Linked DNA regions of Zea mays: region 2 is linked to region 1. A link is a contact called in public Hi-C data. All regions are on one chromosome and are shown on one strand. The core of a region is the stretch at or near the end of the contact, and the rest is flanking DNA. Distances in the headings are between cores, read along the strand shown. Region 1 holds the start of LOC100217201 (ethylene receptor). Region 2 holds the start of LOC100283191 (pinin/SDK/memA/ protein conserved region containing protein).

The links. A called contact is a pair of places that touch in the nucleus more often than the background predicts.
Region 2: a Hi-C map of tassel shows a contact between it and region 1, with 2.2 times the contacts expected there. The contact joins the promoter of LOC100283191 here to the promoter of LOC100217201 in region 1. A contact is called at or near these places in 2 of 25 Hi-C or Micro-C datasets (ear and tassel).

The regions. Positions count from the first base shown.
Region 1 is chr1:271,174,774-271,178,629 of Zm-B73-REFERENCE-NAM-5.0, forward strand. It overlaps LOC100217201 (ethylene receptor), which reads right to left and starts at 2,031. Exons shown (of 5, transcript NM_001143560.1): 1 at 1,126-2,031; 2 at 151-519. The coding sequence starts at 2,031.
Region 2 is chr1:271,331,406-271,335,261 of Zm-B73-REFERENCE-NAM-5.0, forward strand. It overlaps LOC100283191 (pinin/SDK/memA/ protein conserved region containing protein), which reads right to left and starts at 1,859. Exons shown (of 10, transcript NM_001156093.2): 1 at 1,718-1,859; 2 at 1,531-1,632; 3 at 1,365-1,430; 4 at 1,106-1,258; 5 at 894-1,007; 6 at 123-194. The coding sequence starts at 1,792. It overlaps LOC100282419, which reads left to right and starts at 2,045. Exons shown (of 11, transcript NM_001155330.2): 1 at 2,045-2,464; 2 at 2,561-2,680. The coding sequence starts at 2,226.

The sequences.
Region 1 (3,856 bases), core at 781-3,280:
TAACATGTCTTGTTAGTGCATTTATTTTAATTTGTAGAAGTTGACATATTTTTCTAAAAACTTGGCCAAAGTTAGAGTTTGACTTAGAGCAAAGCTAAAGTAACCTAGAACCTGGAACGGAAAGAGTATTAGAAAACTGATGGTGCATACTTCTTTGAAAACAGCATGAAGATTGAATGCTTTAATCTCCAGTTCAAGGCTTCCATCCTCGAGTTTGGAAAGATCTAGCACATCATTGATGAGTGTTGCTAACAGATTGCTGCTTTTCAGTACTGTTTCCACCATTAGACGCTGCTCAGGAGTAAGCTCAGTTTCCAAAAGCAAGGAGGAAAGGGCTATTATTGCATTCATGGGTGTTCTCATTTCGTGATTCATAACAGCTAGAAAATCATTGCGAGCACGGATAGCCATCTCAGCCTCTCTTCGAGCTAAATCCAGGGCAACATTCTGCTCCATTAGTAAATCACGTGCTCGCATGGACTCTTCAAGAATAGCCGCATGAGATAGTGCAACTGCTACCTGATGAAGAAACAAAAAAAGGAGATAAACAATAGACCTGCTAGCACTACCAATTTAAACTTTTAACCTTCAGAAAGGTGTAGATATTGCGCAACAGCAAGAGCATGTGTCTTTTGTGGCTCGGTAGTTGGGTTCAGAATCCTATGCTTTCAAAAAAAGAGATTATGTATTGATTTAAAGGTATTCTTGTCATCATTACATTGCACCTGTGAATATACTTTCCTGTTCAATTAACGGATGCCTTAATTGACTGATCATGATAACTGAGCAGTATCATATGAATTTGAAAGATGTAAACATGTTTTTCCTCTCCTACAAGCATATACTCCCTCCATCCAGAAAAGAATGTAATTCTAGCATAGCGCCAAGTAAAACAGTGACCAAATTTATTTAAAAATAGCAATATTTACACTATCAAATAAGTATTGTTAAATATGTCATGGAATATATTTTCAAAATATACCTATCTGATGTCATATTTATTGATAATCTTTTAATAAACTTAATCAAAGTATAGATTGTTTGAATAGAGACAAGTAAATTTACATCATTTTCAGGATGAAGGTACCATGTTATAGTAACCATAGACAGAGATACAGCACGAACCTGATCAGCAACAACCTCAACCAGCTCCAATTCATGTACATGCCATTTTCTTGCACTATCAGATGGAAGCATCAAAACCATGATTGCAAAGCTTTTTGCCGAAAGCTCAGGCCAATCATTTATTTGGAAGTTTGAAAGGTGGAGAAGAGGTACACGGACTGCAGCCACTTCTGGTGGAACATATCGCCCTGTAAGAGGTCGAATCCGCGCCAAAGGAGATGTGTGGGGTATTATAATTGCCCGGTTGCTACTGAACACTTGATTGATGACAGGAAGATTAATTGGCACCGATGATCCAACAGTAATCTGGTGGTGCAAAGTATGAGAAAGCTGAAGGCTTGAACCACTTCGAGATGGCATCCACAATGCACATTCCTCCAGACCCAAGGTCCTTCCTAGCTCAACAAGAGTAGTCTTCAAAATCATATGCCTGTCAAGAGTACTTCTGATTTCATGTGTAAGCATCCTAACATGTCTACCGGTCTCCTCCTGCGTCCTTATCAGTCCCATCTCTCTGTCAAGCTCTTCAGCTTTATTCTTCAGGAACAACTCTCTAGTTTTCACGCTCAATAAGTCGGGGATGATATGAACAAGCATCAAAGCAGTTGCACAGGACACAACTGCTGTAGAAACCTTTGCTATGGTCATGACCATCGCAACGGTCTTTGTATGTGTGGTGAACGTCCACAGGTTTATCAGATGGGTTGCCCCACAGAGAACTATAAACGCACCAAACTGGATCAAGACCCATCTGTACGGGAAGAAGGACGACTTCTTCACGAAATATATGAGCTCCAACGGAATAGAGAAGTACGCGAGGGCTATGAAGAAGTCTGAGATGTACTGATACTTGACAAGGAGATCATCGGTAGGCCATAGTGGCTCGATGCAATCACATCCGTCCATCCAGCAAGCTTAGTTATTGCATCAGTCCTCACAACATTTCCTGTAGAAGAAGAAACATATTGATAAATCGTTTTTGACACACCGTTTCCCGATCTCAAATAGAAGCAAATGCGTAGCGAATGGCATTTGGATAGTATGAGCTCATGAACGCAGCACGCCTACTAGCAGAGCATGGAAATTGCGCAAGACATGCCCATTCGGCATTCGCCCCTCTGATTCCCATTTCCAATTCCAAACGGACCTCGGCCAAGGGCCGAACTCGTAAAGGACATGGGTGGACACATGTACACCCGACAGCTTTTTCCACTAAAATCGGATTTAGTAGGGATAATACGTGTGTGCTCCTGTAACTAGATCAGATCCGAATGTAAATAGCCAAATAAGCTTAAGTTAGGGTTTGGGTGCTCGGTTTCGTACAGCAGGAAGGGGGGAGAAGGGGGTGGCATACCTGGTGGCTGCTCGTTGCCGGCGAGTGGCCCGAGACAAGGGGGCGCGGGCCGGGGCGCGGCGGTCGCCCGGTCGTCGGCACGAGGAAGGGAAAGAGCGTGCACGCGGGGTGAACGGGAGAAAGAATAGGCAGGGTGAAGGCAGTCCGGCGCTGTTCTGTAAGTCGTCTAAGCATTGCGTTCACTGGCTCACTGCAGCTACTCTACACCAGCTGCTGTTGTTACTACAGTTCTGTAAGAGTGGGCAATGGCATGCAGAGATGGGCTACCCAACAGCAACATGCCAGCAAGCATCTTCATGACTTCATGCGACCACAACCACGACATGAAAAAAAATCCCATCCGATCAAGCAAAAAAAAGTCCAATACATTTTAGTCTAAAGATAACAAATATAAATAAAAAAATATGGATTAAGCCACGAACGAGGTGGCCCGATGCTTTATATCCGTTCCTGACCAGAGTCATCCTCTTTATTTGCTAGGTCGCATGACAACCCTAAGACTATATATAGATCATGATCTTTCAAATATAAAAAACAATTAAGAGAATGTTTGATAAAATCCTAAATCTTTGAATGATAAATACGGTTAAAACACAAAATATACGAAGAATCAGGTAGAGCCAGGTTTTAAGTCTTAGGTTGTCTCCAGCAACGTCCTCTATATTCATCCTTTATATCCGTTCTTTACAGTCTCCTTTAAAAGGTTTCATCCTCTATATCTCATTCCTCTCCAACAACGTCCTTTAAATCACGTCCTCCATACTCAAATACCTACATTAGAGACATTTTTTTGTACATACGTATTTGTCATACTCTCAAATGTATTATACATATTTTAGTTTTGTTAAACCGGTTATTTAAATTATTGAAATGGATATAGGATTGTTTAGAAAAACTCTATATACAGAGAATCCAGCAGCGCCCTCTAAATTTATAGGACTATTTAGAGAACACGGCTGGAGAATGTAGAGGACCGTTTGATCCTCTATATTTAGAGTAGAGGACCCTTTAGATGCCCTTGCTCGAGTCAGTCTTACACGTAAAAGCTACGTATTTAAAAAAACTATGATATATTACTTCTTCCGTTCCAATTTATATTTCGTTTAAGTTTCTTAGCCTAAGTTTGATCGGGTTTTCTTATTAAAAAATATTATTATTAATTTTAACATATAATATACTTTAAATGTGCTTTTTAAATTTTCATTTCTTCAAAAAAGAAATAAAACAATTAAGGTAAGCTTGATAAGAAAAATCAAACAAATTATAAATTGAGACGGAGTGAATACAATTTAGAGTTAACATATGATACGGTTTGAAAGGAAGAGAGTGTAATCTAATATAATTTATGCATTTTAAATTTATCTTTGTTTTTTTCAA
Region 2 (3,856 bases), core at 609-3,108, 160 kb after region 1:
GTGCTGGCATAGATTAAGCAGTAAGCACATATGAAAATCACAATACAGAAGCACTTATTACATCATAGAAGTAGCCCCTACTGGATACCAGCCATTAACTTTGATGGAAAAAGTAAGCAAACCTTTCGCTGAGTCTCTGATCTACGCAGAAAAGCCTCGGAGTTAGATAGTTTTTTATCTTCTTGTTGAAATTTCTGCATTGCAGGCAGTAGAATAAGATAAACAAAATTTCACACAGTGATGTACTGATGTTATGATGTATAAACCCAGACAGGTGTGCAAGCAATGGCACTGGCACACCCAACATCCAAAGATAGAGAATCCTGGACATTGGGTGGGCTGTGCTATATAAAATAATGCTAGGTAGCAACATGTCAATGCAAAGTTCCTTAGATTGGAATAAGTACGTATCATTGGCAACCAAACTCACAGGCATAAATATAACATTGCGGGAACAGGACACTAATGGGGTGTTTGGTTTTAAGACTGAGTTAGTCCATCATCTACTCATTCCTCACTTTTTTTTGTTTGGTTAGTGCAATGGAATAGGATGGTGCATAATCACCCATTCCTCACAAGTCAATAATTTAAAACTATTACGAGGAATGGAGCCATTCCACCAAAATTGAGGAATCAACTCATGATGCACCACGCCACCACCTCATCTAGAATGTAGAATCGAGTGGTTCCTCAAACCAAACACCCTGTAAATGGATTTAGTATTTTGTTAAGTTGATACCCAGCTGGCAGGTTTGTTAACACTGGCCAACAGAACAGGTAAAAGCTAATCAAGTTTTTCCAAGGAATGAGACAGAAATAGAGAACAGCCACATTAGGTCAATATGTATTCTTGCAGGAGTACAGATTCATCATTATGCAAAGAATTGCTTTACCTCTAATGTACCGACAAGAAGCTGCCCCAGCATCCTCTTATTTCTTCTCACCAAATTCGGGTCCTCATTCCTGGGAAGCTCCCTTGGAGCTGGCTCTGGCAGCGAATTATAGTCCTATAACCAAACGAAACAAGGTAAGCTCCACAAGATGACATATAACCGTGAATAGCAAAACCACAAGACATCCACACTTTGTTCTAATAAGTACTCACCACTCTCCTCTGCATCCGCAAGCCACCATCCCTTCTGAACCCGCCATTGTTGAAACCCCTCCCGGCACTGCCTTCAGTGGCACCTGAACCTGTCCCATGCCCCTCCGCATCCGCATCCTTTGTGCCTTCCTCGTTATTTTCAGCCCCATCCACCTCCAGTTGTTATGTCAAGCAACCAGACATAATTTTATTGTTTCGACAAGCAGACCATTACAGACTGTGCAAACAGAAGCGAAATTGAAGCAGAAAAAGAAGATACCTTAACTACGGCTGATAGCAGCCGACGCTTCTGCGGAGGTTGATCCCCCGATTCCGGACCCACAGCCTACATCAGAGACATTGATGACAAAAAGAAGTGTTACGAGTACACAAATACATTAAGCAAAACGATGGGTGCGTGAGGGAGGTGCAGGGGAGAAGCGTACGGGTCTCGCGAAGCCGCGGAGCGGGCGGGGGGCCCCGGGTCCAGGACCAGGGCCGGGGGCGCCGCGGCGAAGGCCACGGGGGTCGCGCAGGCGCTCGGTGATCTGTTGATGGGGACGAGAAAAGGTCAGGGCAGACGGCCCGGAGACTCGGGGCTTCGAGAAGCGCTGGACAAAGAAAGAGATGTACCTCGCGGTGCTGACGCTGGAGCTCCTGGAGCTCGCGGCGGATGTCCTCAGCCGTCTTCTCTGTCGCGGCGGCCATCGCCGTCGCCCGTCGAGAGCCGGGAGGGAGGAGGGTTTGGGTTTGGCTGCGCTCGGATTGGCAACCTGGGAACGATGGTTGGGGGTTTCGGTGCCCTAGTATAGGGTGCGGGTTGCCGAGACGGCTTTGGGGTGGTATGTGCCGTTGGATCTTGCATCGTTTTACGGTGAGGAGTACGCGTGGAGCGGGTCCTGGGCCGAACGCCCGAACCCGTGCATCACAAAGGAGCAAAGACGACAATAATTTGTTTCTGGGTCGACAACAATTTGCCGGGCACACCCAAGACCCGCGGAAGCCACGACGACAAGCCTCCATCGCCTCTTGTTGTTTGCGGGCCCCATACGTCAGAGACCACAAGCCCGAGGCTTAACTCTCCCTGCCGCTAATCCCTCGCGCCGCCGGAGGGAAGCAAGAGATAGATCTGTCCGCGGCCATGGCGGCGGCGGCGGCGGCGGCGGAGCAAGGCGTGGACGCCGCGAGGAAAGAGGAGGAGGAGGAGCAGGTAGTGAATCCGTGGGAGGTGTCGGCGGGGAAGGGCGGCATCGACTACGACAAGCTCGTGGACCAGTTCGGCTGCCAGCGCATCGACGACGCGCTCGTGGACCGCATCGCACGCCTCACCGCCCGACCACCGCACTGCTTCCTCCGCCGAGGCCTCTTCTTCGCCCACCGGTACCGAGCCACCCGCAAAAAAAAAAGGCCCTAGTTTTTTTTATCCCCGTAGGAGGACGTGCTGACGAATTTTTGTGTGCTTTTCTTATGTTATAGTGATTTGAACGAGATACTGGATTTGTATGAGAACGGGCAGAAGTTCTACCTCTACACGGGGAGGGGGCCCTCGTCGGAGGCCCTGCACCTCGGCCACCTCATCCCCTTCATGTTCACAAAGTAAGTAGTATGTCTCGGTTATGAAAGTTGGGTACGACTCCTCAGTTTTTTCCACATCGGTAAAACCGAATTTCTTTACCATGTAACGAAATTACAAGGTTTAATTACAAGGTTTTTAAGAGCATCTCCAAAAGCTCCCCAGAAGTCTCCCCTAAATCTATTTTTTTTTTTGGGAAAAACACAAAAACATGTCTCCAACAGTTCCCCTAAAGCGCCCCCAATTTTTTCATAGCCCTTAAAACTCCCTCATTTGTAGCTACAAATGAGGGGTTTTTTGGGCTCCCCAGAAACAAACTGCTGATTTAAGGGATCTGTTGGAGAAAGGATTAAAATTTACCCCCACTTATTATTTAGATGTCCCTTAAAACTGATTTTGAGGAGTCGTTTTATGGAGAGCTCTTGGAGATGCTCTAAGCCCTGTTTGTTTCCCTACAAGATTTATAATCCAGCTTATAGATTATATAAGCACCTATTGACTTGCTTATGGATTATCATAATCTAGGTATCTAGATTACATAATTCACATAATAATTTAGATTCTTTGTTTACCTCTCAACTTATTTAAGCTGGATTATATAATCTTGAGGGTAAACAAACAGGCCCTTATTCTAACTTTCATGCAACGCGAAACTAAACGAACCACCCTTCTACTGCTCACCCAGGGAACAACCATCAGGTGGGTAAACCCAGCACCTACGAAACACATACCATGCTAATTGCTAACAAGAACAGGAGATGCAAAAAAGGGCTCCTGTACATGGCCCTTGACCTTAGCAGCGCGCAGTCTGAACTAGCTGAAAAAAACCTAACACCCCGTTTGGATGTAGATATTGGAGCATATAATTGTGAATTGGAATCACCTTTCCTAAATTTTGTTGTTTGGTTGCACATGGAATTGAGATTTGGAATTAGAGGCTAAATTATCTGAAATTGGACTATAACTAGAAACCCCCTCTCCCAATACAAAACCTCACTCCTCGGTATTGCATGGAATTAGACCGCACAATTCCAAACTCCAATTAAGTGAGATCCAAACAATAGAATTGGAATTACATCTCATTTCAATACCATGCATGATTTGATATTCAACTCAATTCAATTCCATCCTCTCCAATATCGACATCCAAACGGAGCATAAGCCTTTTCACGCCGAAAGCTCCTAAACTTGACCAGCAT